Regions from separate parts of the Mus musculus genome. Here all the other regions are linked to region 3. A link is a contact called in public Hi-C data. All regions are on one chromosome and are shown on one strand. The core of a region is the stretch at or near the end of the contact, and the rest is flanking DNA. Distances in the headings are between cores, read along the strand shown. Region 1 has its middle 34 kb from the start of Gm32026. Region 2 holds the start of Psat1 (phosphoserine aminotransferase 1). Region 3 overlaps Gna14 (guanine nucleotide binding protein, alpha 14).

Region 1 (2,700 bases), core at 74-2,573, 570 kb after region 3:
ATTTGGTACATTTTTCATCCAAGCATTTTTATCTTATCTCTAGTTGTTTAATTTAACTGGGATCTCCCCCCCCCACCTCCATATATTTTCATTTCTTCCCAAAAATTCTATGTGTCTCCTTTTTATCCTAGTTTGGGTAATTTTATTTGCAGTGGTGCTTTACAGTTCTGACCTGTTGGGTTCATCGTCATTTGTGTTCCTAGGTATATGCGACATCACATTCGGACATCTCTGTATAGCTATTAATTTTCGATTTGAAGCTGAATTTTGTGAAATCTCTATTGTATTCCTTTAAAAATATCCACTTAGGGGTCACAGCCTTTGCCTCAAGCAAACCAGGTTCAGTCGTCCATCCTCAACAGGCCAATTAAAGGAGCCAAATTCATAGAGAGAAGCAGAGGGGGGAGGTTTACTCAGTAAATCTCGATGTGGTCATGCTGGGGAAAGGGACAGAGAGAGCCAGTGACTCTTGCAGTCTGTCTTCTTGAGTGACGTGGGGATATGGTTTAAATAAAACACAGTAGGTATTTATAAGGAAACAGACCAGCAAGGCACAGTGCTCTGACAACTTCCTACAAGCCGGTCTGCGGTGAAGCCCAGAAAATCCAGGTCCCTGATTCAACCTCAAATTCAAATTATATCTAAATCCTTGCATTTAGCTCAAACAACAAGGACAGAACCAATTGCTCTTAATAGTCCAGAATAGTCATATGCATTTATTAAAAAGGCATGCCAATCATAATTTTTAGAGCACAGGAGAGGGGGGGAGGGAGAGAGAGAGGGAGGGAGAGAGAGAGAGAGAGAGAGAGAGAGAGAGAGAGAGAGAGAGAGGTGGTGGTGGTGGTGGTACAGGCCTTCAATCTCAGCACTCAGGATACATAGACAGGCAGATCTCTAAGTTCGAGGCCAGCCTGGTCTACAGATTCCAGTACAGCCAGGGCTACACAGAGAAATTCTACCTTGAAAACAAACCAAGTAAAATAAAATAAAATAAAAATATATTTTTTAAATTAAGTAGCCAGACTTACTTCCTACCCAAAATTCCCTACTCCGGTATTTTGAGCTCCAGGAACAGAGACAGTGCGTCTTGCTCCACTGCTGTGTAAGGTCCTACCTCCCTACAACTCTCCCTACAGTGTACCAAGGTAGTAAAGCCATTGTTTTTCATAGATACCTAAATTACAGCAGAGTTCTCCTTAAATCTGGAGTTCTCTTGACTTACTTGAGCAATCTGGCATGTGACAGGAAAGGTTTGGGTCTCTATTGAGCCATTTGAGACACAGACACAAGGGTGTGGAGACACAAGGGTTTATGTAACTATGGAACGTGTCCAAGTTGGGAAGCTCTTTCCGCTGTGAACTCATCAACAGACTCACCCATTAATGGAGTTAGTGTCTTTGTAATTCAGTTACCTCTCAGTAAGAACATCAGACCAGAGCCAAGACTTCAACACAGCCTCTTAGGAAGGACACTTCATATCCAAGCCATAACCGAAAGATCTGGAAGGGGCTTCTTCCTCGGTAACAGTAATTTCCAGCTTTTGTCCCTAGACATTCTTCAGCTTGGAGCCACAGCTGCCACCTAGTGGTCATGGTGGAAACCACAGGCGACCAGAGAAACCGAAACCAACGCAGTGTACCTGCAAGCTTGGAGTAGCAAGGTCACATTTTAGTCGTACTCTGTTGCATGTAGCCGTACACATCTTCCCAGTACATCCATGCCAAGGTGGTATCAGGTAGCCTCATAGTGAACACAGCATCCTGATGACCAATGCTAGTGTAAACAGTCAAGTAACACCTCCCTTTTTGTTTTGCTTTTACTCGCTGGCTAATAGAGAACATTTCTTTTCGGGTAAGTTAAGTCAGCATTCTACCGCTTCTCTGCAGAGAGGTGGGCTGTGATGGCTGCTTTCCACATCAGACAGATTTATTTGTCTGGTACAAATGGCTCCGTGGTTAAGAGCATTTAGTGCTCTTGCAAAGGAACTGAGTTCAGTTCCCAGAACTCATGTCAGTCAACTCTCAACTGCCTGTAATTCCAACCCCAGGGAACCTGACACCCTCTTCTGATCTCTACTGGTACCTATAGTCATGCGCACACACACCCCAGACATGCACATAATTACATCCACAAAAGGAAAATAAAAATAAATATTATTAAAAGATTTTTAAAAAGACAATACATCTAGAAAAAAATGTAAAAACTAGAAATCCATAGTTGTTGTTGTTGTTTGTCTTTCTTTCTTTTTCTTTCTTTCTTTCTTTTTTTTTTTTTAGAGAAAACTGTAGTTGGCATTCTGCTGTGTTGGTTTTTCAGGGGAAAAAAAAAATCTAGAGGCCCTAAGATGCAGAAATGGAATTGAGGATAAAATGGAAAAGGGACTCAGCAAAGCGAGGTAAGGAAGTCATGGGAGAACCCGAGGGACCCAGAGATTGAGTGCTTTCTGAAGAGCAATATAGTGGGAATTGGTGGCCGGGAAGGGTGTGGCGGGCATCTGGGCACTGGCGACAGAGGAGGGTGTGGTGGAAGCTGGCGACAGAGGGAGGTGTGGTGGGCATCCAAGCAATGTTTTCCAGTTTGCACACGTTGCACAAATGGCTGGCCCTCTCTGCACTTGCTTTTCATGTGGGAAAAATAAAGACGTGCACCTTTTCAGATTCAGTGAACTTAAAAAATACCTGGGGCAGAGTTGATTTAACC
Region 2 (2,806 bases), core at 225-2,724, 670 kb after region 3:
GTCTAGATTAGATTATACAGAGGCCAGAAGCTTCCAGGACTAGGCCTAAGTTAAGCTCCAGACAACAGTTAAATCAGGTGAATAAAGTTTACCAAGTTCCTTTGTATAGTCCTGGCTGTCCTGGAATTTGCTCTGTAGATCAGGCTGGCCTTGAACTTAAGGCTTACCTCTACTTCTACCTCCCCAGTAAGACACCGCCTATCTCCAGCTATGTAAGTTTTTAAACTAAGGTGCTGAAGAAGGCCGTGGACCTGGCTTTATTCGGCCTTTTCTAACAATTTTGCTCTACTACTCCCAGACTCAAAGCAGTGTTTCTGTTCACAGCCACACCCCTTCTACAGGTTATGGGAAACAAACAAGAGCCCAAATGCTCAAAGGCTGAATTGCACGCCTGTCAAACTGAGGCCACAGATGCGGAGATCAGCATTAACGCTCAGTAGGCACGGTGCCTATTCCTGCCATCCATTGTACAAAAGAACTTGGGAAAATGTTTTCATAGTAAAGGAATCTGGGTGAAACTGCAAAGTAGAGGGAAAAATGCTTTTAAAATGTTCTGGACTTCAAAAGAACTACCCTAGCATAGAAGGGGCCTTCTTGTTCCAGAATCTCAAGCGAGCCTCCAGCACAACTCCTTTGAAAAGGGAACTTGTGTGGAAAAGTTTGAACAGATGTGGCACTGTGCCCAGCTCGGCTCAGGGCCACATTCCTCCGGCCCTGACTATATTGTGCTCCCGTTAATACCTCCTCACAACTTGAGGACCTCCTGCACAAGAGCCAACATTCAGGTTCCTGCTCCTCAGTTCATGAAAGAGATAATGAGAGAACAGAGACTCAGCGACTTGAAAGAGGCTGTCCGCGATGAGGGTGGGGGTGGCGGTAGGGGTGGGGTGGGGCTGCCCCCAAAGTTCGTAGCCACCCGTGGGGCAGTGAGCTAGAGCGCAAGTGCAAATACAAAGGCTTCGTATGTGATTTTTGAGACAGGGACCCTCCACGTAGTGTGGCTGGCCTCCACGTAGCTATCCTCCTGATTTACCCTGCTGGGATTATCAGGTGCACCAGGTCACAATCCTATGACCGCACTCTTCAACCATTTCTACACGCTGCACCTCCTTCTTTGAGTGTCCTGTCTCTACGTCGGAGTGTCTGTGAGGGTCTTAGGAAAGTCCGGTGAACAGTGGGGACTGGCTCTGGGACAAATGCAGCATAGCCCAGCTCAGCTGGAGGTGGGCCAGGAGCAATGGGTTTGCGCGCCACCTCGAAGTTGTTCAGAGGCCAGGGCAGGGGACTCTGCGCCCAGAGGTGCGCGAAGGCAGAAGGCACCTCGCCACGCGGGTGGCTGGTGCAATCCCCTGCTCTCTTGCGTTGACCGCTAAAGCCGATTGAAATTCTAAACTCCAGGAGGAGTTGATTGATCGTAGACTCCGATAGTGAGCGTGGCCAATAGGGAGGGGAGCTTCTGAGCGAGAGCCAATCAGTGAGCGGCCTGAGACAGCGAACCAATGGAGCGCCGACTCAGCAGGCTGAAGCCCGCTCTGCCTTTGCATCCGGAGACGCGGGCTGTTCGCGTGGTCTCTGCTCCTGCCACTTCCCCTGCTGTCGCCTTAGCACCATGGAAGCCACCAAGCAAGTGGTTAACTTTGGGCCCGGGCCTGCCAAGCTGCCACACTCGGTAAGGTGGCTGGGGTTTGGTCGGAGTGCGGGCATCGGGATGTGGGGCGTCGGGATGCGGGTGTTGAGATACAGACAGCGGTGAGCAGGGATGCCGCCGTGGAGAGATAGTTGCTGAGGCCGAAATGCGCTCCTGTGCACAGACGCGGGCGTTCACTTCCAGCCGGCCTCCTGGTGGCGTGGCCTCTGCGGCTCCCGCGTGCACAGGCGAGCGTAGGAGTGTGAATGAATGGGCGGTCGGGGCGGCACGTTTCCTTCCGGGGAGCGCAGGCTAAGCTCCGGGCGCTGGGAGCATAGTCCTCAGAACTCGGAAATTGAAAGCTGCCGGCTTCTCCCTCTTCGCCTCCACCGAACCCACCCAGCCCTTAAGCCTTTCTCCTGGAAACCTGCCTGTCTCCTCAGACTCTGAAAGGCTTTGGTCTGTTTGGCCAAGTTCCATTCACTTGATCGGTGTGTCATCCCGTCCCATCCTGCACGGGTTCCTCCCGCACCCCAGCTGTGCGGAATGAGATGCCTCTCGTGGCCGGGAGCCCATGGACCAGCTGTCCAAGCTGCTATCTGGTAACCGCTTGCCACAGCTCGCAGGCATGGCCAAGAATTGTACAATTATCTTTTGTTGAACCCTGGCGATCTCCCCGGGACACCACGGTCTCTGTTGGGGTAGAAACAGGATAGTGTGAGAGAGGGAAAGACGCCTTTCTTTTGTAGGGACAGCGACACAAGCTGAGAACAGGGCTTTTTCTGCAGCCATTGCAGTTCATCTTACATGACGGTCTTTGGTAGAACTGTGGGACCTTCTGGGAGATCTCCCCCACCCCCATCCCTCTCTGTTTTGGAAAGCTCTGGGTTTTTTGTTTGTTTGTTTGTTTGTTTGTTTTGTTTTGTTTTTGCCAGGTTAGGTAAGGCAGTGTCTCTCAGTACAGGCTAGCCTAGAATTTACTTTGTACCGCACGCTGGTTTTGAACTATTCCTGCCTCCACCTCCCAAGAGAGCAGTGTCTTACTTAGGGTTACTATTGCTGTGATGAAACACTGTGGCCAAAAGCAACTAGTGGAAGGAAGGGTTTATTTCACTCACAGTTCCCTATAACAGTTCATTATCAAAAGCAATGAGGACAGGGACCTGGAGGCAGGAGCTG
Region 3 (2,700 bases), core at 150-2,649:
TCAGAGCCAGTAACAGTGGGCCGCTTCTGGGAGGAAACAGGAGAACCCACTAGCTTTTGGACAGAATGCTCATCTCATTGGGAGGCTAGCTTCCTCCCCTCTCTGCTGCCAGTCTAGCGTCTTAGTGGTTTCTTTCCTTCTCCCCCCACCCTGCCCCCCGACATCGTGCTTTTCTGCTGATGTAATTAGATCAATTGTGCCAAGCTGGATTGAACTGAGTGCTGCATGGGACAAATGTCTAGGCAAAGTCATTAAAAGCCATGGGCCTTAACGATGCCTTCCCTGACAGCTGCTTTGTCCAGTCCAAGCTAGTTCAGGAAGAGGCCAACATGTAAAAGGAACGGAGTGGGTTTGGGGAGTTTCGTGGTCCTGGGAGGAGGAACCAAACTGCAGGAGCATAAACAAGCTGCAACCCCAAGAAGTAAGCTGTGTGCTCAGTCACCTGTGGGTCACAGCCAGCCCTAGGGGACTCTTAAGAAAGAAGAAATGTTGTGATATCTCCAAGATAGTATGCGATAGAAATTTTGATGATGTTGATGGTTTAAATCTAAAGCTTTATGGATCCCAAATACATTAAGTGGTTGACTTTCTGAGAGGGTCAAATAAGCCAGCCGAGAGGCCTGTGTGCTGGTCTTGCAATGCCAATGTCTATCACTAGAGGGCACTACAAGATCGGCAACCAATTTAAGCAAAGCCTAAGCCCGCCTGCAGTTTCCAGAGGGATACAGAGAGGAAGAAAGCGGAAAAACCACAGGCAGGTGTGTTCTTTGCTTAAATCATAACCTCTGCTCCAAAACTTAGATCCGTTCCACTAAAGGAATCTCCAACTTAATTGGGTGAGAGAAGGTGGCTGCTAACCCCAAGGGACATCTGGGACAGAGAATTAGGGGAGAAGAGGCCAAGAAGCAGGCCAGGAGGTCAGGGGAAACACCCACCCACACACATCCTCACTCCCCCACCCACCCCCACCCACACCCCCTGCCTCTCTGCCTCCTGGGAAGTGAAGCCTTGCAGAGTTGGCTTAGCAGCAGCTGCCGGCTGAGTACTCACTATTTGGCAGAGTCTGACAGCTGGTACTCCCTCCTCCTGTCGTAACACTCCTGGATTCCGGGATCCAGCCACAGCTGCTTGATGGCTGCCACCTGGTCTCTAGAGAGTGCAGTGACCTTGTCTACTTCCACTTCCCTGATGATCTGGGCATTTTCCTGTCCAACGGAAAGGAAATACCACGTTGAGCACAGAAAAGCATGACAGATAAGGGGATGATCTGGGGTGGAGGGCTCTGACAGGTGCTGGGCTGTGCACAGCCAAACCCTCAGAAACCAGAAGACTAGGCGGGGTGATTTGGTTGCTCAGTCTAGAGACGTGAAACAGACCGCACTAGACCTGCGCCTCCAGTCCAGCAATAGCAGAGGCAGCTGCTCAGACCCGGCACCCAGGTGTGAACAGAGACACCCACGCCCTGTAGCCACTTTCACTTTTCCCACTTTCTGTTCATTCCAACATCTATGTAGCCAGCAATGGACATAAACTGTTGTATCAGTCACAAACCAGGATTGTTTGGTTAGAAGTGGACTGGCCCCAGGTGTAAGAACAGGGACACACTCTCTCTGTAAACGGAAAAATCAGTGCCAACTGTCACCCTGCCCTTTTTCTCCCTCTTAAGTTTTTTTTTTTTCCTTTTCTTTTTCTTTGTATTTCTTTGAAGTAGATTTTACTTTGTAGAGCAGCATTAAGATTCAGCAGAAATCTTCAGCTCAACAGAAAGTTCCCATATGCCAGCCACGTAGTCCTGTGCATCAATCAGCGCACAGTTCTTTCCCACCTAGGAACCACTCCCAGATCACCTGCTCTGCACGACAACTACTAGACAGTGTTTATTGTAGCTATTACTCCGTTAGCACACTAAGGATTACAGGCAGGAGCTCTGTGAGAGTGTATGCCCAGTGGATACTTCTCACTTGCAATCCTAGCGCATATCCATCGCACCTGAACCTCTGCATGTGATTCCTTCCACTGTCCTTAGCCAGAGAGCGTGATCCAGGGTCCTGGAGGGCCTTGAGTAGAGCATAGGTACTGTCCCCAACCTTCTGGCTTCCCATTGCCGCTCTGTTGTTTCCTCTTGCCCTATGACTGCCCTCTACCCTCTACATCTGAAGTGGCCATGTGCCTCTGTCTTCAAACAAGTCCGGGAAAACTCCACAAAAGCAGAGTAAAAAATCTCACTTGTGCTTTTATCCAAGAGTTCAGCTCCTTTTCTGCAAGCAGTTGGTGCTTTCTTTGATAATGTGAGCTCAATAAACACATGTGGCACATGTATCTATGTAGCATGTCAGAAATCCACAGCCATGGGATATGACTAGTGTGGGGAGACGCCTTGCAGAGAGGGGGGAGTCCACAGAGGAATCTGGGGATTCACGGTGGTGCCTCTCAGCCAGTTACCTCGCTAACTCCGCCCCTTCTTGCATGTCATGCACCATAGGCTGTTTTCTTAAATTTAACAATGAAGTCCAGCTTTGCTGTTGAGAATTAAAGCCAAACAGTTGACAGAGGACTGGGTGGGGCACTGCCATGCTACATGGCAGGGGGGGTGGGGGAGGATGAGGGGAATAGAGGGATGGGGGAGGGGGAAGGTTGGTCAGCATCAATGTATGCCCAGGAAGCAGATGAATAAAGTGAGCCTGCTGGTCTTAAGAGTCT

The links. A called contact is a pair of places that touch in the nucleus more often than the background predicts.
Region 1: a Hi-C map of cerebral cortex shows a contact between it and region 3, with 8 times the contacts expected there. A contact is called at or near these places in 13 of 484 Hi-C or Micro-C datasets (the N1E-115 cell line, bone marrow-derived macrophages, cerebellar granule neurons and 9 more) and 6 of 130 datasets of targeted methods (the NIH/3T3 cell line, embryonic basal ganglia, large pre-B cells and 2 more).
Region 2: a Hi-C map of the N1E-115 cell line shows a contact between it and region 3, with 4 times the contacts expected there. A contact is called at or near these places in 1 of 484 Hi-C or Micro-C datasets (the N1E-115 cell line), 3 of 130 datasets of targeted methods (astrocytes, bone marrow-derived macrophages and memory CD8 T cells) and 2 of 9 other capture datasets (liver and macrophages).

What each region holds. Positions count from the first base shown.
Region 1 is chr19:16,028,289-16,030,988 of GRCm38.p6, reverse strand. No RefSeq gene overlaps it. Among named protein-coding and RNA genes, the nearest start is that of Gm32026, 34 kb to the left of the region's middle.
Region 2 is chr19:15,923,727-15,926,532 of GRCm38.p6, reverse strand. It overlaps Psat1 (phosphoserine aminotransferase 1), which reads left to right and starts at 1,474. Exons shown (of 9, transcript NM_177420.2): 1 at 1,474-1,669. The coding sequence starts at 1,610.
Region 3 is chr19:16,597,445-16,600,144 of GRCm38.p6, reverse strand. Gna14 (guanine nucleotide binding protein, alpha 14) reads right to left here. Exons shown (of 7, transcript NM_008137.4): 3 at 1,051-1,205. Among named protein-coding and RNA genes, the nearest start is that of Gm41811, 15 kb to the right of the region's middle.